Regions from separate parts of the Rattus norvegicus genome. Here region 1 is linked to region 2. A link is a contact called in public Hi-C data. All regions are on one chromosome and are shown on one strand. The core of a region is the stretch at or near the end of the contact, and the rest is flanking DNA. Distances in the headings are between cores, read along the strand shown.

The links. A called contact is a pair of places that touch in the nucleus more often than the background predicts.
Region 1: a Hi-C map of frontal cortex shows a contact between it and region 2, with 2.6 times the contacts expected there. The contact joins two enhancer-like sites. A contact is called at or near these places in 3 of 12 Hi-C or Micro-C datasets (frontal cortex, kidney and prefrontal cortex).

What each region holds. Positions count from the first base shown.
Region 1 is chr2:245,238,530-245,245,067 of GRCr8, reverse strand. All of the region lies in intron 1 of St6galnac3 (ST6 N-acetylgalactosaminide alpha-2,6-sialyltransferase 3), which reads left to right. Among named protein-coding and RNA genes, the nearest start is that of St6galnac3, 63 kb to the left of the region's middle. Within about 2 kb of position 4,602, at least 17 of the 93 cell types and tissues checked have an H3K27ac peak or open chromatin away from gene starts, as enhancers often do.
Region 2 is chr2:244,553,860-244,559,479 of GRCr8, reverse strand. The region is part of intron 2 of St6galnac5 (ST6 N-acetylgalactosaminide alpha-2,6-sialyltransferase 5); the gene reads left to right. Among named protein-coding and RNA genes, the nearest start is that of St6galnac5, 14 kb to the left of the region's middle. Within about 2 kb of position 1,994, at least 18 of the 93 cell types and tissues checked have an H3K27ac peak or open chromatin away from gene starts, as enhancers often do.

The sequences.
Region 1 (6,538 bases), core at 3,353-5,852, 680 kb before region 2:
GCTCCACAAATGAACCCAGTTTTCAACTCCTGAATCCACATTTGTCACCATCTTGGTGCAAAATGCACCAAAAGCATCCGTGTTGGCAGAGCTGGAGGGCAGACACAGAGTGGGAGGATGGAGAGCCAGAGGGGATATACAGGGTGGGAGGTGAAGAGGGGCTTCCTTGGCCTCACTGAGGGAGGAAAGTCAGAGCAGAGCCCGGGGGGCGGGGGGAGGCGGAAGACGGAGTGCACACTGCTTCATCAAGAGACTGTGACGCTCTGTTCAAACTCAGGATTTAGAACGAGAAGGTGGCCGCTTGGGCATTTGTTCCTTACATCCGTAGTCCCACTTGGAGCTCAGTAAGCGTTAGAAGGATCTGCTTTGTTCTTTATCCATTCAGCCACTCACTCATTCAACAAATATGTTTTAAAATATCTGGTGTGGGGTAGAAACCGCTTCAAGAGCTCACAAGCGGCAGTGAAGCAACACAAGTGGAGGCTCCATCCCTGTCCTTCCTGGGAGAGGAACTTGGCAGTGAGCCCAGGGTAGGTCCTGATGCTGGCCGCTTCTTCTAATAAAAATGCCTCCTACTTTCTTATGCAAACTGGTCTGTTGGTCTTGGTATCTTTCTTTCTTGAGAATTTAACCTTGGTGGGAAATTATGTCCCAGAACCCTGCAGTGTCTGTGAATTTCTCAGCTGCTAGTCGACAGCACCGACTTATGAATCATGCTGACGGGTGGTGATGTGTAGAGGGGGCAGCTGGCTCCTCTCCTGGCATCAGGAGACGCCCAGGCTCCTCGCCAAGGTGGATGGACATGGCAACGCTGGAGAGCTGAGCTTGTCTGTCTGGCTTCATGCTGCTGAGAGCCTTTCTGAGTTTTCTCTGTGCATATTCCTCTGTGGTTCACATAGACTGCCTCTGAGTGCAACCGGGCTGCAGAGGGGACACGGGTGGCGGCAGGCAAGTGGGGTGGGGGATGGTGCATCTCCAGGGAAACCAGAGGAGTCACTGGTCAAACCAAAACTACTGGCTTAGCTGATGGGAACCCACCATCTACCAACCATGGAACCCCATGTTAGACTTTGGAAAGTGGCTCCTTGTCTTGCTCCCCAAATGTGGGGCGTACATCAGTAGCAAGGCACCTCCAGGAACCTGGGTACAACCATGGAACTCAAGCCACACCTTCAGTGTCCTAAAACTGGCTTCCCACTCGGGACTGCATGGCTCTGGAAGCTGATGTTCATGCCTTCACACTGTGGTAATGCCATGAGAGAAATGGCCGAATCTGTGAGCTAGAAAGCAAGTTCTGTCTGCACTGTGAAAACTGGACAGACGCAGAGTTGCACAGATGTTCAAAGAGACACGAGAGTTTGGACACTCGTAAGTCATCAACCTCTTCAAGGTGGATGAGAAAAGTTTTCCTTTTGCCATTCCTATTATTTTAGAGTTACTCTATCAATTAGTTAACATAGTAGAGACCGCCTCATGTAGCCAAAGCTGGTCTTGAATTGACTCCATCCAGCCAAGGATGACCTGGAACTTCTTATCCTCCTGCCTCCGCCTGCTGGGATTTCCATCATGAACCGCCACACTTGGACCTGAGGTTTTTCCTTCTAAACTGTCTGTTTGAAAAATGATTGGTTTGTGATCTGATTAGGGAGTGGCATTGATAACCCTGCCCTGTACTTAAGACGAGTAGGCTAACCAGTGCGATGCGGTTTTCTAGATCTGTACTTTAAAAAACAAATGTACGGACATCCAAAAGCTGTCAGGGTGATTTCATATATGCATAGGATAGTGTTGTGTGTCTGTGTGCATGGGCACAGGGTGCTTTTGAAGATTTTTTTTGTGCTTCCGGTCTTATCAAACACACAGCACCTTCTCTTAGCTTGCATGGAGCACACTTTCATTTTCCCATCTCTTTAGGGTTGATTGCAGAGGTGATCTGGGATAGAGCCTGTCTACAACCTTAATTTCTCTCTTTACAGAAGAAAGGCTGCCTCCTCCTGACACCTTGCTTTCATTGCTGTCTGGAGGGAGGCTTATGATGAGTTAGCCTTCATTGTGCTTTCCTTGAAGGTGGTTCAACTTTGGAGGGAGAAGTTCCTGAGTCTCCTCCTTGACTTCAATGGCGCTTCCCCTCCTGCCTCCCTCCTCATGTCCTGTGACATTCTTTTTTTCCCCTTTTTCTTATGTTTCTTATTTTTTATTGGATTTTTTATTTATGTTTCAAATGTTATCCCCCTTCCCGGTTTCCGTCCATAAACCCCCATTTCCCCTTCCCCTTCTTCTGTAAGGTTGTTCCCCTCCCATCCACCCACCCCTTCCCACCTCCCCTCCCTGACATTCTCCTGCACTGGGGGATCCAGCCTTGGCAGGACCAAAGGTTTCTCCTCCCATTGGTGCCCAACAAGGCCATCCTCTGCTACATATGCAGCTGGAGCCATGGGTCTGCCCATGTGTACTCTTTGGATGGTGGTTTAGTCCCTGGGGGCTCTGGTTGGTTGGTATTGTTGTTCTTATGGGGTTGTAAACCCCTTTAGCTCCTTCAATCCTTTCTCTAACTCCTCCAACGGGGACACCGTTCTCAGTTCAATGGTTGGCTGCTAACATTCACCCCTGTATTTGTCGTTCTCTGGCTGAGCCTCTCAGGAGACAGCTGTATCAGGCTCCTGTCAGCATGCACTTCTTGGCATCAGCAGCATTGTCTGGGTTTAGTGTCTGTGTGTATATGGGCTAGATCCCCAGTTGGGGCAGGCTCTGAATGGCCTTTCCTTCAGTCTTTGCGTCACACTTTGTCTCCATATCCCCTCCTGTGAGTATTTTTGTTCCCCCTTCTAAGAAGGACTGAAGCATCCGCACTTTGGTGGTCCTTCTTTTTTGAGCTTCATGTGATCTGTGAATTGAATCTTGTGTATTCCGGGCTTTTGGGCTAATATCCACTTATCAGTGAGTACATACCATGTGTGATTTTTTTTTTCCTGACTGGATGATATTTTCTGGTTCTGTTCTGTGACATTGTTGCCGAGCTCCATTTGTCCCCTCCTCTCTACTTCCCCTTTCTGTCTCTCCCTCCGTCTTGTCTTCTTTCCACTTTACAAGACGCCTTCGCTTTCCTCTTCAGCAGCGTTTCAGAATCCATCCTGACAGGTTTTCACTGCTGTTCTGCCTCACCCCAAACAAATGGGTTAGGAAAGTGTGGAGTGTGCAGGCTCAGGAAGAAGCAAAAAAAAAATTTTTTTTTTGTTTATTTGCAGTACAATTGAGAAACTTTTAAATGTTTCCAAAGAGGAGTTGTGTGGTTGCCTCATTCCTAAATTTATTCCCAGCAGAAGCCCTCAGGAAATACCCATGCATAGCAGGGTTCAGCAAGGCACATGCTGCTGCTGCTGCTCCCCCTCCCCCTCCCCTTTACCCCTCCCTGTCCCCTTTACCCCTCCCCCTCCCCTCCATTTTTCCTCCCCCCCTCCCCCTCCCCCTCCCCCTCCCCCTCCTCCTCCCCCTCCCCCTCCTCCTCCCCCTTCTCCTCCTTCTCCCCCTTCTCCTCCCCCTCCTCCTCCCTTCCTCCTCCTCTTCCTCCTCTTCCTCTTCCTCCTCTTCCTCTTCCCTTTCTCCTCCTCCTCCACTTCCTCCTCCTCCCCTCCTCTTCTTCCTCTTCCTCCTCCTCCTCCTCTTCCTCTCCCCTTTCTCCTCCTCCTCCACTTCCTCCTCCCCCTCCCCTCCTCTCCCCCTTCCAGTCCCTCTCCCCTTTCCCTCCCCCTCCTCCTCTCCCTTCCCCTCCTCCTTCCCCTTCCCCTCCTCCTTCCCCTTCCCCTCCTCCTTCCCCTCCCCCTCATCCCCCTCCCCTCCCCTCCCCCTCTTCAGTCTTTAGTTCCCTTTCTGTCCCTTACAGGATCTCAGGCATCTGGAGATGAGTCACCTCAGCAGGTGCTTACCTGATAGATCACTTTTTCCACTTTCTCTCACAGACATTTCTCAGAGAGACTCCCTTGGCTCAGTGATGTCTGTGGAGTCAAGTCTGGCACCTCTGAGCTCATACTCAAGACCATGTGTTCTAAGAGCAACCAACTCACCATGCCACCACCGTTTTTTTCCTCTGTCCCTACTCTCAGCGCTAAACTGCAACCGCTCCTACCACCCTGCTACCTGATCCGCTGGCCCGGCCTGCTGTCTTGTCTGCTGTCGTCTGCCGGGCATGCATTGAGCGTCTGTTGCTGCTGTGCCTCTCTGATGGCAGGTGTTTAGAAGTGGTTCAGATGTAGGCTGGGTGAGAGGGCTCATTCTCCGTCCTGCTCAGGCTCAGGCCTCGCTGGGCTCCATCTCCTCATGCATTCACTCCTCACCTGTCACCCACCATCTCCCTCTGCCCATCAGAGTCCAACTCTCTGACAATTGTTCTCCCTGGAAGCCTCCGCTAAGCACGACCTTTCCATGGTTGCTGTTTGTACCAACTTTCCCAGTAAGTGCATTCTGCGGTGAGGTTTCTTCTCAGCCGAGAGGGATAATGAAAGATTCCTGTTTGCCTCTTCCCCTCACCATGGAGCCTGCTCAGAAAACTACAGCAAACAGAACAAACCCAGCATGGCCTTTCAGACAGACAGCCTGGCGGGCGTCTCTGTCCGACAGTGGACCATGGTGAGTGAGGCCTTTGCTCTGCTTCTTCACGAGCCTTGTGGTGGGGCCTCCTACCCTCAAGGGGCTGCTGCTGAGGTTTTTATTTCTCTGAAGTTTGTTTTCTTTTTTCTAAGTACAGTTCTTTGGTAACAAAGCTTCATCATCACACCAGCCGTAGGCTCTGGGGATGGAATTCAGGCCTGTGCACTCACAGAATGAGATTGTCTTGGCTGAGCAGCCACCCCTAACAACAACCTCCCCTCTGCCCCCCAGCCTGGTTTGCATCCCCTCTGTTCTCCATTCGCTGCCCTTAGCTACTTAGGGTGATTTCTGTCTTGGCTGTTGAGAATGGTGCAGGTTTGGTAAGCAGGTTTGTACAAGTGTCTTCCACCTATTATAACTGACCGGGGCATAAGGGGGCTCCCGGACTCGTCTGGTGTGCTGAGTGACATTTGCTGAGGGACACAGCAAGATTCTAAAGAACAGGGGTCTCCCTGCAGGCTGGAGCGAGCCTGGGATGCTTGCTCCTAGGCGTGTGCTGCATGGGCAGGGGTGACCTAGCTGTGCAGCTGCAGTGACAGGACAGTGTGGCACACTGCATCTGGGCTGGCTTGTCTCAGGTCCGATAGCTCCACCAATCTAATGCTTTTTTACCATCTCTTTGTGGTTCCTGTTGGGATGTCTCCATCGGTTCCCAGCCTAGTGAGCTGCTTTTGTGTCCGGTGCTTGGTGTGAAAGCCATGATTCTTTGAAGTTAACCCCAAGTTGCCTCTTTGACCTCTCCCTCTTTGTCCCTGCTTACACTCTCCCGTTATGGTGTCAAGCAAGGCAGACAGCAGCAGACATCGGGCGGGCTCGCCACTCCTACCCGTGTGTAGGGCTGGCTGTGAGATTTCTTCATCCTCCGCCCAGGTTGGTCTTCTCCCCTGATTGCTCTTGTCCATCTGTGCAGGTGCACCCACCTTAGTGTATCCCTGCGGGTTTAGCCTATCTTCTCGGTGACTTTGGCTGTGGTGGGGATTGCTGCCAGCTTCCTGCTGCAAGGCGGCAATGGCCTTGTCCTCCGTCCAGCCTGTGAATTGGCAGGGCGCTGAGATCTCACCTTAGCTGTGAATTCAGACAGCCGCAGGCAGCACGCGCTCCGAATTCGAGTCTTACTTCTGCGTTATCAGGATGGTGGTAACGAAAGGGTCTCTGTCAGGTGCAGAGGTCCCTGTGGTGGCCCCGTGGTGGCCCTGTGGTGGCTTATGGGTGTAGCAGCTTGGGGACCAGTAGCTGTACAGTTGTTGGAGGACATCTTGGAAGCGGTTCATCTTCTTTCTATCTGAGATAACCAAGGTTGGCGGAGCTCAGCCATTAGCACCACTGTTAGGGAACACTGACATTTCAGGTCCATGGACTGTGAAATGGCAGGTTCAAGGCCCGCATCAGCCACTTCAAACTTAGCCTGCTTTTTTTGGGCCCTTTCTAAGAGAGAAGCACTGATGGTTGCTAGCACACAGAGAGCAGGTGACAGAATGGTGGGACGGCTCTACTTTTCACCGGTGAGAGCTACCAGGAATAAGCCACAGCTTTCAGAGACTCTGAGCCATAGGAAAATGAGGCTTCTCCCCAAGGTTGCTGTGGGGTCAGCTCTGGAGAAAAATCAACCGGTTCAGGAGGGTGAATTGCTAGAAAGCTGCTGTCTCTGTGTCAGTCCGGATTTCTTTTCTCTTTTTTTTAAAATTTTAATGTTTTTGGATATTTTATGTATTTACATTTCAAGTGTTATCCCCTCCCCCTCCCTCCCCCTCCCCATCCCCCTGCTTCTATGAGAATGCTCCCATTCCCACCCACCCACTCCCACCTCACCACCCTGGCATTATTGGGGCAACGAACCTTCACAGGACCAAGGACTTTTCCTCCCATCTGGATTTGTAAAAAGGATTCTAGTTCA
Region 2 (5,620 bases), core at 745-3,244:
GTCTGAAGTGCAGAGTTAAACAATTATTTCTTATAAGAAGCATATCCTGAAAATTAATTGCACATGTGGGACATCTCAACTGACTGAACTGTGTTATTGCATTTCTACTTACAGCCTGGCTTATGTTCCCTGCGAGCTTCCATTCCAGTGCCTTCTCTTTTCTTAGAGCATCTAGCTCACACACCTTAGGCAGACCAACAGGGTCCGTGAAGCCTACTTCTCCAGCCCCAGTCCCTACAGTTCCCCTGAGCTCAGGCTGCTCACACTCCGGGAGCTCATCCACACGCGTCTGCTGCTCCTCTGCAGAAACTACCCTTCCATGGCAGGAGATGACTCACAAGTTAGAAGCAGGCACTGCTCTTGCAGAGGACTCCGCATCCACACCAGGTGACTCACAGCAGCCTGTAACACCAGATTCAGAAGATAAGACACCCTTTCCCCATCTCTGTGGGCAACTGCACACGGGTGCACACGACCACATACAGACACGCAGACACATGCGCGTAATGAAAATGAAGATGCATCTTCTTAGAAAGAAATACTATTCTTTCGATTTGCCGGAGATTTAATTATTCAACAAGACCCAGACCAAAGCTTTCTCTCTAAAGTTCCCCTGTAAGCAAGGGAGGGAGACGTTCTTTTAGACTGCCCACATCAGTCCTCTCATCTCATAAACAATAACCACCTACTAGGTAGTCAGGATTGGAGAGGAAAGGGAATGAGATTAAAGACCCAAGCCCTGCCCAGTGGAGGAGTAAGTGTGGTCAAACAGCACTTGACCCTGAGAGTTCTGCTGCTCTGCACACAGAGCATACTTACACACACAAGACAGAATCCCGGTCGTATGATCCTGTGGACCAGCACTGTGCATGAACTTCATTGCTGCTGGAAATGCTACTCTACTACCCATGGCTGTATTAGCATTATACCCTAGCAAGTGCCAAGCCACTCCTTGTAGCTGTGGACATCCTTGGCCCCATACTATTTCCGTTGGACTTCCTCACCTATCTTCCGGTCTCGTCTGCCTTCTTGAACATAATTTAGTCCCATTATGTTTTGTAAGAATCAAATCTTGGCAAATCCTTGTTGAGTCTAGCTGTGATCATACTGCACTTGATTGTATTATATGTGAATACACCTGGCTAATGGACTCATTACTCAAGAGTGGACAAAAATGATAAAGGGGGGAAGAAAGACTTTACATACCTAGCCTTTGTTTCTGCATCTTTTGATTTTGTTTTTGTTTTTTTGTTTTTTTGTTTTTTTGTTTTTCCAGAGCTGGGGACCGAACCCAGGGCCTTGCACTCGCTAGGCAAGCGCTTTACCACTGAGCTAAATCCCCAAACTTCTGCGTCTTTTGAAAACACAGACCTTCCAAACAGTAGACCAGATGTTGGAGCAAAAGGTGTGTTCAGGCTCTGTAGTAGTGAGCTATGTAACTTCCAGGCTTAAGTTAGCCTGCCAAGATGTTAAGCAATATGCATTCATTCCTTAGTCTGCTATATGCATGTGCCTACCTTGTACCCAGCATAGTGTGTAGGTCCCAGGAGGCAGCAAATAACAGGTGAAGCACACCCCCAACTCTGAAACTCGCACCCACCTGGAAAAGCACAGAAACCGATATCAGGCTACTGTGAAGGTTTGGGTAGGACGTTGAACATCCCCCAGAGCTTAGATTTATCCTGAAAGCATTTTTGAGGTAGAGACGCAACTACCTCAGATGTGTGTTTCGGCTGGGTTGTTTTGGCGTCGGGATAATGTGATTAGAGTAGCTCTTGGTTTCAGCAAAGAGAACTGTTGTTCTAAGCAGCAAACTAGTACTGTGGTCAGAGTCAGCGATGGTAGCAGCCAGAGGATCAAAACAGCTAGGGATTCTGCCTGTGTGAATGATTCCGAGCTTGCCAAACAGAATGCTCAGTCAGAACACAGCTTCTTCAACCATAGAAGGTCCGTGGTTCAAGACTGCCTCTCAATGGCTGCCGAAAGAGTCTCAGATGATCCCAGATGGTCGCTTAACGTTGTCTAATTTTGAACCTTGCTGTGTATCTTAACGCCACATGCTGGCTTGAGCAAAACAGGAAACCGTGATGTTTCGGTTAGGGCTAAAGCAAGCTGTCGGCAGAGATAGCGCAATGCTCGCTGGCGACAATGAGAATTAAGCTCTCCACCTGCAGCAGAACCAGTGGGACCTGGAGCGAAGGGACTCTGGGGACTTTTATAGCGTTTCAGTTCTCCGTGGGGTGGGCAGACTTACCAGGCGCGGGGTTTTCGTAGCGTAAGGTAAAGGGTGGTTCTTCCTGCCTCTCGTTTCCCATTTAGCTACAGAGAAACAATTACCATTCTTTGAAATCACCTTTGTTAACGGCATCTGAGGAAAGGGAAGGTTCCATTCCAGCTTCATCCGAGGGAAATTGGCCATAAAGTAACGGAAAACTTGTCAAGAGGAAGCCTTGATCTTAATTCACCCAGCGGCATTTGATTGGAAACACAAACACGTACTGTACGTCTAAATGAGCGGCAGGTTTATGGGGCCCACACTTGGAGTTATTCAGCAGTTAGCACCTGCCAGGCTGCTTCGGGGAGAGATGTGGGGCGTCTCGAGTTACCCGGAACTCCCATTCCATACCAAAAATCATAAAGCACATTCTCTTCCGTTGTATTCAATTTGTACAAGTTTTGAACAAGGGATGCACAGAAAGCGGTGATGGTCTGCGTGCCTTCTAGGACACAGGAGAGTGGGTGAGGATTGTGAGAACCGGTGGGAAACGCTCCAGCAACAACCACACTGAGAAAAGCTCAGCCCCGGTGCCACCCCTGCCACAAATTTCCTCCTGGTGACTCATGCTTCTGCCCCGGAGGTGTGTGTAGCTTGATGTGGGCTTACCACGTGATGAATTACTTAGTCCAACGTTCAGGAAAAGATGTCAGGGAAAGACAACCGAGAGAAACAGCGTGTCCTGACCCAGTGAGTCTGCGGCAATGGCAGGGGAGGGTGCCCTGTTTGTGCTCTTATGATAGGATCCTGGATCCTGAGAGATTTATAAAGACCAGACGTTCCTCGTTCCTCGGAGTTGTGCCGGGAGGAATCTAAGATTGACACTGGGTGTCTGGTGAAAGCTGCATCCTGGAAGGCGGTGAATGAGAGGTGGGTCCTCCCATGGTCCTTCCCTACAGGGAAGACAAGGTACAACTCTACTGCACAGACCTGTGGGGACACTTATGGCTCTCCTGTGAGCATCCAGTACCTAAAGGGGCACAGTGGTCGCTTTTGTCATCACGGTGATCAGATAATCTGATGTGACAGCTTGAAGAGGAAGCCTTTATTTTGGCTCATGGTTTTGGGGGGGACATGGGTCATCATGGCAGGGGAGATGGTAGGTATCAAGTAGCTGCACTGGAGAGGGAGCCAGGTCTGAGATTCCTGGCCTTTCCTACATATCAGCAGAATTGGGAAGCAGAAAGCAGACAGAAAATGGGGCCCCACCCTCACCCCCGCCCCAGTGACCCACACCCTACCGTAGAGCAAACCTGTAGGAACATTTGATTCAAACCCTAGCAGGCAGAGTTCGCATGGCCTATCCCCTTTGAATGTCCCTAATCCTTAAATGATGACACTGGCAAGGTTACTATAATTAGATATAGGACCAAAAATGAGGACCAGAGTGGAAAAACAGCGCCAGTTCCTTTTTTGTTAGCAGAGGCTCTAAGAAACATTCACTGGGCTCTAGAAAGCCCAGTACGAGTGTCTTGGGGTTGACTCCAAATTATCTGTGAGTGATCACAGTAGCTTACCATTATTAATTTGCTTAGGACCCGATATCCTACTTGAGAATAGCATATCGATGGGCTAAATCAATGAGTGTCTGAGGCCCCAGAGTGACTGTGGTCTTTACTGAGCTCCAGGCCCCTGGGGGATGACAACCTCAGCATTGACTGGCCTGCTACTCAAAGACCATTTGTAACTATGGAGACGGGCTCTGTGTGTTACCCAGACACTTACCTCACCCTGCTATCTTGTATGTGACCTACTTTCGTCATCTTTTCTTTTGCTTTCAGAGTCAAAGTTTCACCAGTTAGCCTAGGCTAGCCCTGAACTTACAACCCCCTGCCTCTACCCTTAGAGTGGGGAGTTCGCAAGTGAATACCACTTTGCGCAGGGTAAAGGACATTTTAATTGTTCACTAACTCCCTGAGTATGGATGTTTTGCCTGCATATATGTCTGTGCACCGTATTTGCCTGGTCCTATGGAGACTGGAAGAGGGTGTTGCGCTGGAGTTAAGACTGGCGTTACAGATGATTGGGAACTGACATGCGGGGACTGGAAACCAAACTCAGGTCCTTTAGAAGAGCAGCCAGTGCTATTAACAGCTAAGCCATCTCTCCGGCCCCTAAAGGGCTTTTCTTAATGAATCTGCAGAACAGCAAAACCTCTGAAAGGTCTCCAGGGTGGAGAGCAGTCAGCCGCTCCTCTATGTGTTCCCTAGGTTTCTATGCCAACCTATGGACGCCCAAGCTCAGCTGCAGTTCTCTCATACCTTTCCTGTAGACCACGCAGCCACGGCACACAGAGTGCCTGCTGCTAGAAACCATTCACCGGGAACACGAGCCGGTGGCTGCTTTGAGAGGAATAAACATCAGTCCGGTCCCTGTAGTAAACGTGGGTGTGCGGGGCAACAATGCGGAGGTAAAGAAAAACTAAGCCTTACTCACGAACTTCTCACTCAGACATAATTACCCTTGATATTTTTATGCACTACCTCATGGAAGTCGTCAAACTCATCCCAACGTGCGTAGATGGTGCTTACTGATTCTTCCTCAGTCTTTACTCACTCTTTCCTCCCCGCCTCCCTCTCACCTACCCATTTTTCCAACTGAAGCAATACTTAATTCCATAGATCATTCTCAGCCATTTTTTCCTCCCTCTTGGCATTTTTCTTTAAATCTCACTACGCAGGGTATTTGGGGGTACAGACAAAGGTATCCCCCTGTGGCACTTCCAGAACACTGTTAGGGAGGAGGGGTGCGCTGGGGTGGGGTGGCGTGTGGATGGGGCAGGTGAGTGACTCTCCACGTGCACTGCCTCCCGTTTGCCCTTGTGAGCCCAGCTTCAGTTTCACAGTCCCACTCATCCCATAAAGACTACAGCTCAAAGCAGCCATCCACAGGAAGGGCAGACCCGTTGACTTGATCTTACTTTCTTTCCTAGAAATTTCACAGCACAATGATTTGTAACTCTCACCCTTTTCTTAATTAGCCACTTTTCTGGGTTGCTTATAGTCTGTGTAATTATATCTCTATGTGGCAGTCTCGGAATGCGTTGTTCTTCGTCCATGGGCAGAAGTCTGTTGTTAGAGCCCTGGCACCTCTCTCTCACACAGGCCAAATGGAGGACCAGCTAGCACAGCCTCGGGGCCTGCTCTTTCCTGTGCTGCCTCTTTTGTTTGTCCTGGCCCTCTTTGTCCACTCAATTAAGAGTCACTTAATTGTCACCATCTTTCCCTTTGGGAAGGCTTTTATTGTGGAGATATATGTAATGACATTTCCAAACTCCACGATTTTACCTGTAGAGTTCATCATGCTGAGCCATGAGCATGACTACTTATTTCCAAAATTCTTCCT